Regions from separate parts of the Gossypium arboreum genome. Here region 1 is linked to region 2. A link is a contact called in public Hi-C data. All regions are on one chromosome and are shown on one strand. Each heading gives the region's core, a stretch centred on a gene start, on an enhancer-like site or on the middle of the called end of the contact. The rest is flanking DNA. Distances are from core to core; before and after follow the strand shown. Region 1 has its middle 17 kb from the start of LOC108484128. Region 2 holds the start of LOC108483962 (transcription factor bHLH74).

The links. Hi-C and Micro-C count contacts between places; a contact is called where the count stands out from the background.
Region 1: a contact with region 2 is called in a Hi-C map of leaf, with 2.5 times the contacts expected there. The contact joins the enhancer-like site here to the promoter of LOC108483962 in region 2. A contact is called at or near these places in 2 of 5 Hi-C or Micro-C datasets (both in leaf).

What each region holds. Positions count from the first base shown.
Region 1 is chr6:140,608,770-140,615,520 of ASM2569848v2, reverse strand. No RefSeq gene overlaps it. Among protein-coding and RNA genes, the nearest start is that of LOC108484128, 17 kb to the left of the region's middle. Within about 2 kb of position 2,515, at least 2 of the 2 cell types and tissues checked have an H3K27ac peak or open chromatin away from gene starts, as enhancers often do. A contact at or near this core is called in leaf, where this site is marked.
Region 2 is chr6:140,565,768-140,572,795 of ASM2569848v2, reverse strand. It overlaps LOC108483962 (transcription factor bHLH74), which reads left to right and starts at 3,867. Exons shown (of 9, transcript XM_017787530.2): 1 at 3,867-4,433; 2 at 4,817-5,597; 3 at 5,674-5,907; 4 at 5,992-6,057; 5 at 6,147-6,215; 6 at 6,477-6,548; 7 at 6,633-6,779; 8 at 6,869-6,950. The coding sequence starts at 5,049.

The DNA of each region.
Region 1 (6,751 bases), core at 1,266-3,765, 44 kb before region 2:
AATACCAATTTTTAATAGTAAAAATGAATGAAATTTTTAACAGAAAGACCAATTTATTCTTTGATATAATATATAAAGACTAATTTATCTATTTTTTTAATAAAAAGGATCAAAATGTAATTCAAATTTTAATAGAAAGACCTCTATAATATTTTTACCAGAAAAAAATAAAGGGATAAGGTTAGCCAATTGGGTTGGCCCTAGGGGCCAGACATGGTTGCTGGTTCAGCAGAATACTGGTCATTTACTGCTATATATACAAGTTTTTGTCATCATCTTCATTCATACATTGCATTCACTTGCCTTCTAAATTTTTTTTCTGCATTGAGAGGTAAATTTTGTCTCTTGCATGTATCACTGTCCCACCCCCATTCTTGTGTCTCTTTAGCTTGTAATGCATGTTAAAGTCTTAAAGAGCACCTGACATTACTATTCGTACATGTTCCCCCTTTTCACATTCCAATCGGTGGTGTTTCCTTTTAGGTTTTGTTGAAAAAAGAAAACTTGAAAATGGAGATGGTTTTTGTATGGTAAACAACTTTCCTTTTTTTTAAATCCACTCTATTTGATCCAATCGTAAAATATATTATATCTTAATTAAGACAATTTAAAATTGAATCTAGAAATGATATTGTTAAAAATATAATCATTAACTTTGAAAAAATTAATTTTCACGTAAAATAGAAAAATATTTTAGTTCTTCTCGACTTGGTTCGATTGTTTCCGATTATTTGTTTAGTGTATTTTATATTGAATTGATTCTACTTTGAAGCTGGTTGGACATATCTTCGTTTAATACTCTATTTGTAATTGTAATCCTATAAAAAATATTGTATGCTAAAAAAAATTAATTCTTGATTTAGACCCTTTATTGAAATTTGAGATTTTATTGCTCTACTTTAGTTTAATATGGTTTTATTTTTACAATTTTATTAGTATATCTAAATTGATAATCGTATTAATTACCGCTTTTAAAGGGAGAGTATATTAATATTTAAAAGAATGAGTTTTTAAATATTTATTTACTCTTATAAAACAATTGCCAACCTCTGATCCTGCTTGTGGAGTCCAAAATCTTCACGGGTAGTGCACCAAATATTTTCTCAAAAAACAATAGTTAAAAGTGTTGAACATGTATGAAGCTAGGTGCAGGGATAAGAGTAGGACCTTGGAGCCCAAAAATTTATAAAATGACTCTGAAATATTCGAAAGTTTTCATTGAAGTTGTCACTAGGTTGTTGAAATCATTGTTGCATGACCTTGTTCGTTTGCATTGCCTACATCAATCGAAAGTTCTTATTTCACTTCTGTTCTACAGTTATGAAACAACTTTAAATATAATGAAACTGTGAATCAAAATTCAAACACCTTTCTTCGATTTCTGACACTAACCATCATATCGACTTGAATATAAAGTATGTTTTTTTACTCGTTGATAGGCATTGATCCATTGTACCGATTGTTGAATCATCGCTTAGAGCTCACTAACTAGACTTTAAAAAATAAAATTAACAGCTTAGTAACTAAATGAAAACTTTTGAATAGTTTAATGACCATTTTATAACTTTTTGAAGTTGAATAACAATTTAGTAGCCATGGGTGGAGTTTGCCCAAATTAATAATAGCATTTTTAATTCTTTATTTAAATGAAAAAAATGCAATTTTAGTCCCTCTCAAAAAATAGTAATTTAATTGAAGTCCTTTAGCCCTTTGGTAAAAATGAAAATTATCATTTTTCCTCCCAAAGATTTAATATTTTAATTTAATCCCCTTTAATACAAAAGTTTTAGCTTTTGCATCCCTCAAATTTTACTATTTTATGCCGACCCCCAACATAAAATTCTTGACTTCGCCCCTTATTATAAAAAAAAAAGAAATAAAGAAGATGAAATATGAAAAATTAAAGCTGAAAAATTACCCAACTAAGTAATAACATAGCTAGCCCCTACAACATTGCATATTCTTAGAGATTGTGATTTCAAGCCTCCTTATGCGAGAGTATATCAGGTAAAGGGTTTGAAGGATTAAATTACAAAATCAACATAGTAAAGGGACTAAAACTAGAATTATACCAAACAAAAATTAAATTATGGAGAATGATGATAACAAAATGAATTGAATGGCTCGGGAACAAGATTGAGGATGATGCTCCGTACAGATTGTGGCAGCCAGTTTTGTTTTTATTTTCCCATAAGGCTAAAAGCATACATAGCTAAATAGCCCCTCTCAGTTTCAGATCATATATATACATATTGGATTATTATATGCATTCAAAGCTGTCAGCGTCCAGAATCTAACGTGAGTATCTTTAGTCCAATTTTGCTAGTATAATTATTATTTAAAAACACAATATAATAAACCATGATATTGATATATGATAGGGTGTACAATGCCATTTGCTAAAAGCCTAAGCCGTGAGTATTTTGTCTGCAAATTTGTCTTTTCTTCGACTCTAACACATCTCCTCTTTGTCTAGTCTCCATTTTCCACCGTACAACCCTAATGTTATATCATATTACTGAATCTATGCAATTCTTGCAGCTCATGTGTTTATCTTCTTGTATCAGTTTTGCTCAGCCATTTTTGACTTTTTCTGATTTTTTTTGACTAATTTTATCTTCATAATTCGATCATAACTTCTGGATCGAGTTGAAAAGGTTACAGAACTAAACTCTTTATCACTCGACCGGTTGGTCCCGGTACTTTTTTTTCCTTTGGTGGACTCTTATTTAACTGGGTTGAGTCTATTTAACTTTCCTCTTTTCTATGTTGAGGCCTAATCTGTTTTTCAATGCACTTGGGTCAAGCCTATTGTTGGCCCAATTTAGATAGTAAAGAATAACTCCATAAGTCCATTGTTGGTCCAATTTTCAAAACTTTGGGTTTAAATGATCATCCCACTTTTTGAGTCTATTTCATCAAATTTTTTTATCTAAAATCATTTGTAGGAGAGTTTAGTCGGTTGATTCGGTTAAAAAAAATTTAAAATGTAATTTGATCGTTTAGAATAATACTTTAGCTTACTAATTGACCATTTAGGTTTTAATCGATCTAATCAACTTCACGATATTTGGTTTGATCGGTTAAGTCAATTAAATCGAATAAGCTTAGATTTTGATTTTGATTAAAATTTTATATAAAAGAGATATGGGGAAGGGGGCTGGGTTGCCAAACTGAACTTGTTTGCTCCCATGTGGTAATCTAGGCATGCTCTTTTTGCTAGGTTATTGGGCCTAATGGTTAGGTTCACTTTTAACTGTACAACCCGTTTGCTTTTTTGAGCTTTGTTTTGGAATTAATAAATAAAACCCAGTTGATTGTCTCAAAAAATATTTTTTATATATTAAAAAATAGCTAAAGACAACTGATTTGATTATGCTAATTTATAATTAATAATTGAGTGACATAATTTATTTTAACCTATTACAAAACTATCGTAGCCATTATAACTAACTTGACCGAACTTATTCTATCGAAAATCCTTGGTTAATTGAATAAAAGCTAGTTTAGCATTACTTTTCAAAAATCAATAATTTTGTTATTGACTTTATCTATTCATCTTTATTAATTTTAATATAACAATAAAAATATTTCAAGCAAGATGTTAATTTTGATGTCTCAAGCTTTTGATATAACAATATTAACTAAGTCATTTAGTGTTCAAACTATTTTAAAGCATTTCAAAGACTTATAAAATACTCAAAAACATGTTTCTAATGAGTTTGAATTTATCCATATATTCTTTAGTAAATACCAAAATGTTTTAAGTGTTTAAATCCATTTTAAACAAGTTTGGGGCATAGTTTCGATACATAAGCAAAACTGTAAAACCCTAGATAGTAGTGTTACAACAAACCTAAAAGTATTGATCCTTCTGGAGTTGTATCGGTACTAGCCTAGTTGTGGCGATACCATTGCCTTCCAACGACTATATTTTTTTAGTAGTATCAGTTCAAGTTCATCTGCAACTGCAGTTAATGTACAAATTGAGTGATGCAATAACTCCAAGTCTTACCCAACGACTACAAATATTTACAAACTCATTCCCTTAGTATAAATACACGCCAAAGACACATCAAAAAAAACAAGAGAAATATCCAAGCATAAAACACAAGGGAATTAACTTCAAATCTTCATTTTCTTCATCATTTGTCTTATACATATTTCATTAAGAGCTTGCTGCAATATCTTTTCTTACTCTCAAATCTTTGTATTTAGAGTCTCATTTGCAAACACACCTACTTGAGGTTCATTGTTAGTTTGCTCATCTTCTCCTTGTTTGTAAAGAGTATACTTAAGGTTTTTGAAGTATAAAACCTTAAAGAGGCGTTTGGTTATCTTAGATTGCATTCCGTAATAGAATTATGGGAATGTAAGAGTATAAGTAGAATGTGAAATTACTTTATTTAGTTCATTTGCCTAGGAATTTAAGATTCAAAGTGTTTGGTTTATGGAAAGTAAAATTACCTAAAAGCAAATTTTACTATATTGTCCTTGTTATAAAATATAGACTCATTAACCAAATAATTTATGTCAACTACTGAGAGAATGTTAAAGAGCAAGTTAAGTCCACCAAATTGCCAGTCATTCTATAATCTTAATTGCTGGAGAAAAAAAACCTAAAATCTTGTCAAGAAAAAAGGAATTTGATTGAAAGTTATGACTTCAATGAAATTTTCTATCGAAACGGTAATTTAAATCACAAACAACAAAGCAAATAAGCTCCAAACTTCATTTTCTAACAATAATATTCAATTAATCGAATATGTGCTAGCAATTGTTCTTAAGAAAATAGATTAAACTCTTGACAAAAGCAATTTGGGATTTGAAAATTGAAATTTAATTGAAACTTACAAACAATACAACACTGGTGAAGAGATAGTAACGATGGCTATTTTACAAGGTCTTCGCTTTCTACCTATCTCTTTATATACTCTCTTTAATTATTTAAATAATTATTCATAACAATCGAGAGAACTTTTCTAAAAAAACAAACGAGAGAACTCATAATAACCAACAACACAAAAACTCAACAAACTTGCAGCCTACAACATAAATTGAAAAAAAATCTACAACAATCGACAAACATGAAGCCTACAACAGATATTGAAAAATGAAAAAAAAAATCTCAATGCAATAAACCACAAAGCAATATGAAGACACAACTAGAAATTGAAAATATTAAATTTACCTAACTAGAGACGAGGGTGAATCTCTAGGAGAGTGTACAGTTAAAATTTGGAGAAGGTTAAGGATTTTAGTTTTCAAACTTATGAGAAGGAAGAGAAGAAAAAAAAGATATTTTAGTTTTTGTCTTAAAATATAATAAAAACAGAGGGTAATTTTATCTTAAAATTCAGATTCTGCCTGTAATCTTAAATTACCTAAAAAAGAGGTTATAATGAGATTAGTGTAACACCCCTTACCCGTATCCTTCACCGGAACAGGGTACGAGGTATTAACAAATTATAGTATATACTATTAAACAAAACCCAACAAAAATATGACGTGCAATTTGATCATTACAACATATGCCATTAACAATACAAACCAACTTCAAAGACTTCGTACAAAATGATTAGTTTGATACTATAAGTAGTAATTTTAACCTAGACAATTAGGATACTTAACAAAATAACTAAGTCTGCTATACATGCCATATTTCAAAATGTTGAGTTCGAGATACCAAGAATATTGATAGTGCGGCGGATCTTCTACGATCTCGACTCACATGCTAGTGAACGACACTATAAGACAAAGGAGAGAAAAGAAAGTAAGCTTATAGCTTAGTAAGTAAGTATATAAATAACAAATAAGAAATCTAATATGTTTACAACATAACTCAATTATATCATATTTTTAATTTTATTGTATACTCCAATTTGATCAAGTTGTCCCTCTGCGTCATGATCACTAAATAAATCATAACTCAAGTTACTAAACTTGAAATTCAAATCCGTAAAATTTCCTGAATCTAGACTCATAAAAATTTTTACTAATTTTTTTAGAATTTTTGGTTCAGCCAATTAGTACAGTTTATTAGTTAAAGTTTCCCCTGTTACACAGCTCAACTGATCTGACCTCTGTTCATTTCGAATTTAATTTCTCTCAATACACAATTCAAATAACCATGAAACCTGTTTCATTTAAAACTATACTCAATAAGGAATTTAGGCATATAAACTATATTTCTTAATTTGTTTTGTACAATTTTTAATGATTTTTCAAAGTTAAAACAGGGGATCACATAGTCATCCTGAACAGGTGTCACACAATTGTAAATATCTTCAAATATAGAATTCCTTTTCTTTCTCTGTTTCTTTTATATGAAAATAGACTCATTAAGCTTTAATTTAACATCTCATTCAACCTCTAACTAAATTCCTTCTATTTTTGGTGAATTTTCAAAATCACGTCACTGCTACTGTCCAAAACAGTTTCAATGCTAATTTCACTCTTTCACACCTTCTTTATACTAACCTCATTTTTAATTTACATATATATATACCACAAATCATTTTCACCACATTTCATGCATCACAAGTGTAGGACCATGACTACAATGTCACCACAAAACCATCCCGTTGAATAATTCAGATTAATCATCGATACTTGATGGTTTCAGCACACAGCCTCACCATAATATTTCATTTAATTCGGCTCTCTTGTACACATGGTGAACGCTTAGTACCACTCATGCGACCTAGCCGATTTGTCTCGTAGCTCTGTTGTCTACATGGTGTCCTTCACT
Region 2 (7,028 bases), core at 2,618-5,117:
ATTCAAATAATGCTTTTTTAATTTTTTTCTCTTAATGATGTTGTTATGGAATTATTTTTGAATGCAAAAATATGCTATTGAAAAATTTCATTGAAAAATAAAGATTTTAAAATAATGACAATGTCTTTATTATTATATTTAGTATATGTTTGTGGGTCCGGGCAACAATAATATATTAAGATTAGTATCTGATTGAGTAATGGCAAGATGTTGTCATTGGAATGAGATACCTAGTTAAACACATTAAGTGTATGTTAGATAATCGTGTATTGACCCATCATGATAATGTTATTGGATTATTATGGGAAGATTACAATAACTCTCATAATGATAATAATGTATAAAATTTTTAGACTCGAGGTTACCATAGTTTCGAGAGTACATTCATTTGGAAACAAATTATAATATAGAAAGTACATTACAATGAAATACTTGTTAGTATTTCGAGAGTGGTCGCCACAAGAATCATCTACAAACCTCAAAGTAATCTCTGAACAAACTAATTTTAGAATTTTCTTTCTTAATGAAGAGACAAAACACAAGGGATAAAACTAAGTAATTGTATCATATATATATATATATATATATATATTTGTGCAAACTGCAGCTATGTGATTTTATTGTTGATGGAAATTCAGGTTAATCTAAAGGAATAAGGTAGGACTTAAGGATTTATGGGGTTATTTATACTGTGAGGCTCGAGGCAAGCCAAATACATTCATTTGGGTAGTTAGGGAGTTTGAATAATCTCAAGCCAAATCTCGACACCCCATGGGTATTGAGGTCAGGCCAAATTGTACATGTTTGTACCTCAAGGGGTTAGAGTCCATGGGAAAATTGAAAGCTCGTAAAACTTAACATGCATGGTGTCAAGTAGAATTCTCTATGGGTCGAATAATTCATCTAGTTTATTAGACCCGATCATAGGTCGTGTCATTCGCCCAAGCTCAAAGGCTCACTTAAAAAGTAATAAAATTTGTAAAAAATATAGGCCTGAAAAATGAGTTTGGATAAAAAATAATGCTTGTTTTCTGAACAGGCTAGACCTTGAGTAAGATTTTTTTGCACAGGCCCGGGTCAACCCAAATCCATTGTTTTGCTGTCATTTCATTATTATGTTGTTAACATTTTGTTGTTATTGTTTGGATATTGTATAACTATTGTTTTATTGTTAATTTTGCTACCACTTTAGAGATGTTTGCTTGCAAAGTTGCAACTATGTTAGTATTATTTAAGTATAAAAATTTTTAAATATATTTTTAATTTGTTAGGAAACATCTATTTTAATGTTTTTAGTTTATTTGATGTATTATATTTTTAAAATTTATTTTATATAAAAATAATTTATAACAAATTAATATGGACAGAACCATTTCGGGCTTGGGTTTAATATATAATATTTTTATTTATTTTGATTACATATTTTTGATACAATACTTAAAACTATCCATAACCCCTCTTCAACCCATAAATAGGTAAGTAATGCGCTTTAGCACACTTAAACTCACATATTCCTGTTTTGGCAACAATGTCCATGCTAATCGAACTAAAATTCTATTGATCATTTTATTAATATTTTATAATATACATATTTGGTTTAGTTTTGTAAAATCATTATAATATAAAACATTATATGTAAGTTTTCAAAATGAGTTGAGGCTAGGATTAAAAAAAAACCATTTCGGAATCGAGATTGAAGTTCATGGCAATACTATATTTTTAAAATATAGATTTTAATATTTCATGGTATATGAAAATTAAAATAATCTTCTAACCAAATCAAAAGTAGAATCTAAATATATATACATTTTAAATATTTATTAAAGATCAAGTCGGATCTATGAATAATTTAAAGCAAAATAGATTTGAACATATATACATAAAAAATTATCTTTAATATTTATTATACTATATATATTCAAAATTTATGATTATTCTTTCTAACAATATTGCCAGAAAAAATACGGATCCAATCTCTTTGCCATCACTGTTCACAACTAACTCAAATTTAACAGAATCTAAGCTAAGTAAGCCGTTGATTTCGCCAATAAAATAAATAATATAAAATAAGAAATAAATCCAGCAAGATAACAACCAAGAGTTTAAGTTGACCAAAAAATAATAGGATTTGACCAAGAGTTTTAGGGTGGCTTTTTTGTGAATAAGGGCACCCCTCCAGCTGGAAAATCCTTACCACAGACAACTTACAAGGTAAATTTTATTTCATGATTAGATTCCATTATTCCTTATGTTCCTCAAAAAGAAAAGATTGATTTGTTGCTGCACCTCTTCTTATTAATTCAATTCAATTTAATGTATTATTTAATAAAAAAGTTGGTGTTATGGGAAAATCATATTATGCTTCTAGGTTTACTGTCTTCTTTCTGTGACTTGTCCAATCACTAGACACCTGTCATATTGCTGACTTCATCATCTCCATTCAATCCCCATCAATCACAAATTCAGAATGGGTAAATTGCACCCAAGGTCATCAAATTGTTAGTAATTTTATATTTTAGTTACTTAACTTCAAAAAGTTATAAAATAATTATTAAATTATTCAAAAAAAAATTTTGAGTCACTGGATTGTTAAAATTATTGTTATATGATTTTATCTATTCACACTACATTCACCAATCAAAAACTCTTTTTCTCTTTTTTTATAGTTCAGACTTTTTAAATAATTTTCTACTCTAATCTAACATAGAAAATCAGATTCACTTAGATCTGAGACATATTATTTTACTTGCCAATGGGTATTGATCTACTAAATCAATCGTTGAATTTTTGCTTAGAACTCACTAATTAAACTTATTAAAAAAATTAACAACCCAATTACTTAAATAAAAACTTTTGAATAATTAAATGATTTTTTTGGAACTCCATGAATATGAAATTGGATTGTGTTAAAAAGGAGGGTTTTGTGGGGGATGATTGATAATCAATGTGAATCAAATGATGAGCAAGGGCAAAATCATGTATAATTAAGAGCCATTTACATCAAATTACATTATCTTATCAATAATAGTATAAGATTTTATTATGAGTTATTATATGCTTGATTTAATGATTTTTCATTGAGTTGATTTTTTATGAGAAAAAAAATTAAACTTGGGTATTTAGATGTCAAAAATAAGTCATAATTGGAGTATTTTTTATACAATATCAAAATAAGAGAGGAGAGTAATATGATTTAAATTCATGCTAAATTAATGTCGATAAAAGTTTTATCCATTACTTCTATATAAGTCGAGACTTTATTGAAGCGATCTTAATATTGTATATTTTTTACCTTATTTTTAACTACTTTAGTTCATTTTCATTAAACCAAAATATAATATAATAAATATTAATCATAAATTAACCTTTTTTATTTTTTATATACATTCTCACAAGGAACATTTAATTATATTTATTTATAAAATGAGTTTTGTCTATTATTAGTTAAAAACTTAACATTTTATCTATTTATATTTTTTTATATTTTCAGACTTAACTTTCACTCTCAATATAATTCAATAATAAAACTAGTAAATTGTAATTTCAAATAATTTTATATTTTGTCAAACAAAAGTTAAATCTTATATTATAATTAAACGAATCAAACAAAACAATGTAATATATTACGCAATACGATTAAGTAATTTTATATTTTGTAAATCATACTACTAGATATTACTCGATCTAAATGCCCTTAAGGACAATCGATTAGTAAAAAATTTAATTTTTAAAATCTAATTTCCAAAATAATGAAAGTTTTTAAATAGAGAGATAATACGAAATTATATTTTTTAATAATAATACCAACTACAATCATAGTGTTGTATTTCTACATTGTATTGATGTGATTTTTTTAAAATATTGCTAAAAATTATGAAAAGAAATGAAGAGGGGGGCTTAGTTGGCAATGAGAGAGAAACAAGTGAGTAACAGCAAAGAGAAGACTGTCTTAGAATAGTTGGCAAAATGTGTCAGTAATGGGAAAAAAATAAATAAAGTAAAATGATCAAAGAAGGAAGCAAAGCTAGCTTGGCCTTGAAGAGAAGAACATCTCCAATGGCATCTAAGTTAAATATTGTTTAAATATTGAAAAAAGGGGAAAAAAAACACTTATAAATAAATCAAAAGATAAAAAATTTAACAAAGGCAAAAAAAGTAGCTTAGGTTCTGTAATAATTTAGGAACAAAGAGCAGTTGAGTGCAGTAGTTAGTATGTCTTTTAAAAACAAGCAAAGTTCCAATCTTTAATCTTTCTTACATCAAAACACAGTCTCTCTTATATGCTTTCTCTCTCTCTAGCCTTATAGGTTCTCTTTATATATATATATTAAAGGTTGGAATTTGATGCTTTGTTTGGTACAAGCGCCAAGTTGGTGAATTTGGTTTCCCTCAGGTGGAATTTTAAGCTTAGCAAACATTTGATGCTTTTAGAGGTAACCATAAAAAATACCCAATTTAGGGGAACTATGAATTTAGACTCTGCCCCCCTCATTTCAGTTCTTGCATAATTCAAAGTTAGGAAAAAAAAAATTGGATGCTTTGATAATAGTCTCTCAAAAAAGGGTTTTTTTTTTCCCTTCTCTTTGTTCTTGGAGAGTGTTTTAGGGTATTGATTTACTTTGCTTTCATCATCTTTGTACTAGTTCTTGTAAAGTTCATTCATTTATGATATTATCATCAAATTTAGAATCTGGGTTTCTTTTATTTTCTCATTTTTTTAAAGTTGTTTTTACCTTAATTTGATCTTAGTAAAGCATTGGTCTTTATCTAGGATCTGGTTTTTTAAAAATTCAATCTTTTTTTGTTTGTCTTACAGAAGAGTAGATTTTGATCCTTGGGGGGGACTTTTGAAAGAGAAGAGGTAAACAATTTAGTCCCTGTGAGATTCCATGGCTGATGCATTGGATTTGGTCCTTTTTTACTTTAACATCCTCTCAGTTCTATAAAGCTGCCAACATTATATTTTGTTTTCCTTGGTCAAATCAACTTGGTTCAGGTCTAGGTTAGCTTAGAATTTGGGGGTGTTTTTAGGGTTGGAACTTAGAGCTATGGCTAGTGATGGTAATGATGATTTAGGGTTTAAACACCATAGCCTTATGAATACTAACAACCCTTTGTGTGACAAAGTTGATGGAATGGCATTGAGTTCGATGTATAATACCAAGTCTTCGAATTCATCGGATCCTTTCTTTGGTTCCGGTTGGGATCCGATGGTATCGTTGAATCAAAGTGAAAGCCTTGGAGGTGGTTCTTCAATGGTTTCTCATATTGGATTTGTCAATTCTCATTACCCTCTCCTAATGGAGAATCAGGGTATTTGTGGGACTTCCCATTTTTCCCAGTATCAATCCGATCCGAGTTTCGTTGAGTTGGTTCCGAAGATCCAAGGATTTGGTACTGGGAATTTGTCGGAAATGGTTGGTCCGATGAGTTTACCACGTTGTACCCAGGGTTATGCTATGAATCATGAGGGTGGCATTGAAAGGGCTTCGACAAATAGTACGCAATCTCGTGATGATCCTCAAATTTCAGAGGAGGGTGTTGTTGGTGCTTCACCTAATGGGAAGTGTCGAAAACGAGTTCATGAAGCAAACCAGGTATATTGTTTGATTGAATCACAATAGTTTTGAAATTTTCGAGCATGATTATAATCGACTTTGTTATTTGTATTAGAATGCTGATGAAGAGCTGAAAAAGGATCCTTCAGGAGAAAGCTGTGATGTTCCAAAAGAACATGATTCTAAGAAACAGAAAACCGAACAAAATGCAACTGCTAATTCACGCGGTAAACAAGTTGTGAAACAAGCTAAAGACAGTTCTCAAACCGGAGAAGCTCCTAAAGAAAATTACATCCATGTTAGAGCTCGAAGGGGCCAGGCTACAAACAGTCACAGCTTGGCAGAAAGGGTAACTAATTGTTTTCATATCAAACGTATGATGTTTATTGTGTTTTTAGCTTCGTATTGAATCCAGAAATATTTCCGATTGTAGGTGAGAAGGGAAAAGATAAGTGAGAGGATGAAATTGCTTCAAGAACTTGTACCGGGATGCAATAAGGTAACTAGACCGATCATGGTTTCATAGTAGACTCTTTACTTAAAATGAAAACAAATCATAGATTATTTGATTCGGTTTTGTTGTTTTAGATTACTGGGAAAGCTGTAATGCTTGATGAGATAATCAACTATGTCCAGTCACTGCAACAACAGGTTGAGGTATGAAACCATGACCGGTTTTTTTTGTTTTACAGTAATACAATTAAGGAACTATAGAAAAACTTCGAATCTAGAAGTATAGTAGGGAAATTTGCTTCATTTGAATAATCGGACCGTCTTTCTTTCCTCGGTAAAATCCTTGGCTTAGGCCAGTAACTAAATACGAGCACCTCCCTTGGAAATGTTGTATTGCAGTTTTTTGCAGTATGATGTTTAGGACCGAATATTTCGATGATTTATTCCCTTTCTACTTCTTTGTAGTTTTTGTCGATGAAACTTGCCACTGTCAACCCGGAGCTGAACATCGATTTAGAGAGAATTCTATCAAAGGATGTAAGTTAATTCTTCAAATACAATTGAGAAATTATATATACCATCAATAATGATTATGAATCCTTACTCTCTCTCCTGTAATAGATTCTTCATTCACGAGGTGGAAATGCAGCAGTTGTCGGGTTCAACCCCGGGATAAACTCCTCTCACCCTTTCTCCTCCGGTATCTTTCCCGGAACAATCTCGGGCATCCCAAACACAAATCCGCAATTCCCTCCCTTGCCACCACAGGTAATCAATATAAGGATCAAAATCATTTCCTTTCTCGCCCGTTCTTCATCAGAACATTTTGATCCAAACGAATTCCGGTTTTCTTACAGACTGTACTAGACAATGAGCTTCAAAATCTTTTTCAAATGGGATTCGACTCGAGTTCAGCGATGGACAGTTTGGGACCAATTGGTATCTCATTCATTCAAGCATTGTAGTTATATTTTTGTTATATTGGTTTTCCATGTTTTTAACTTCAAGTTCGGATCA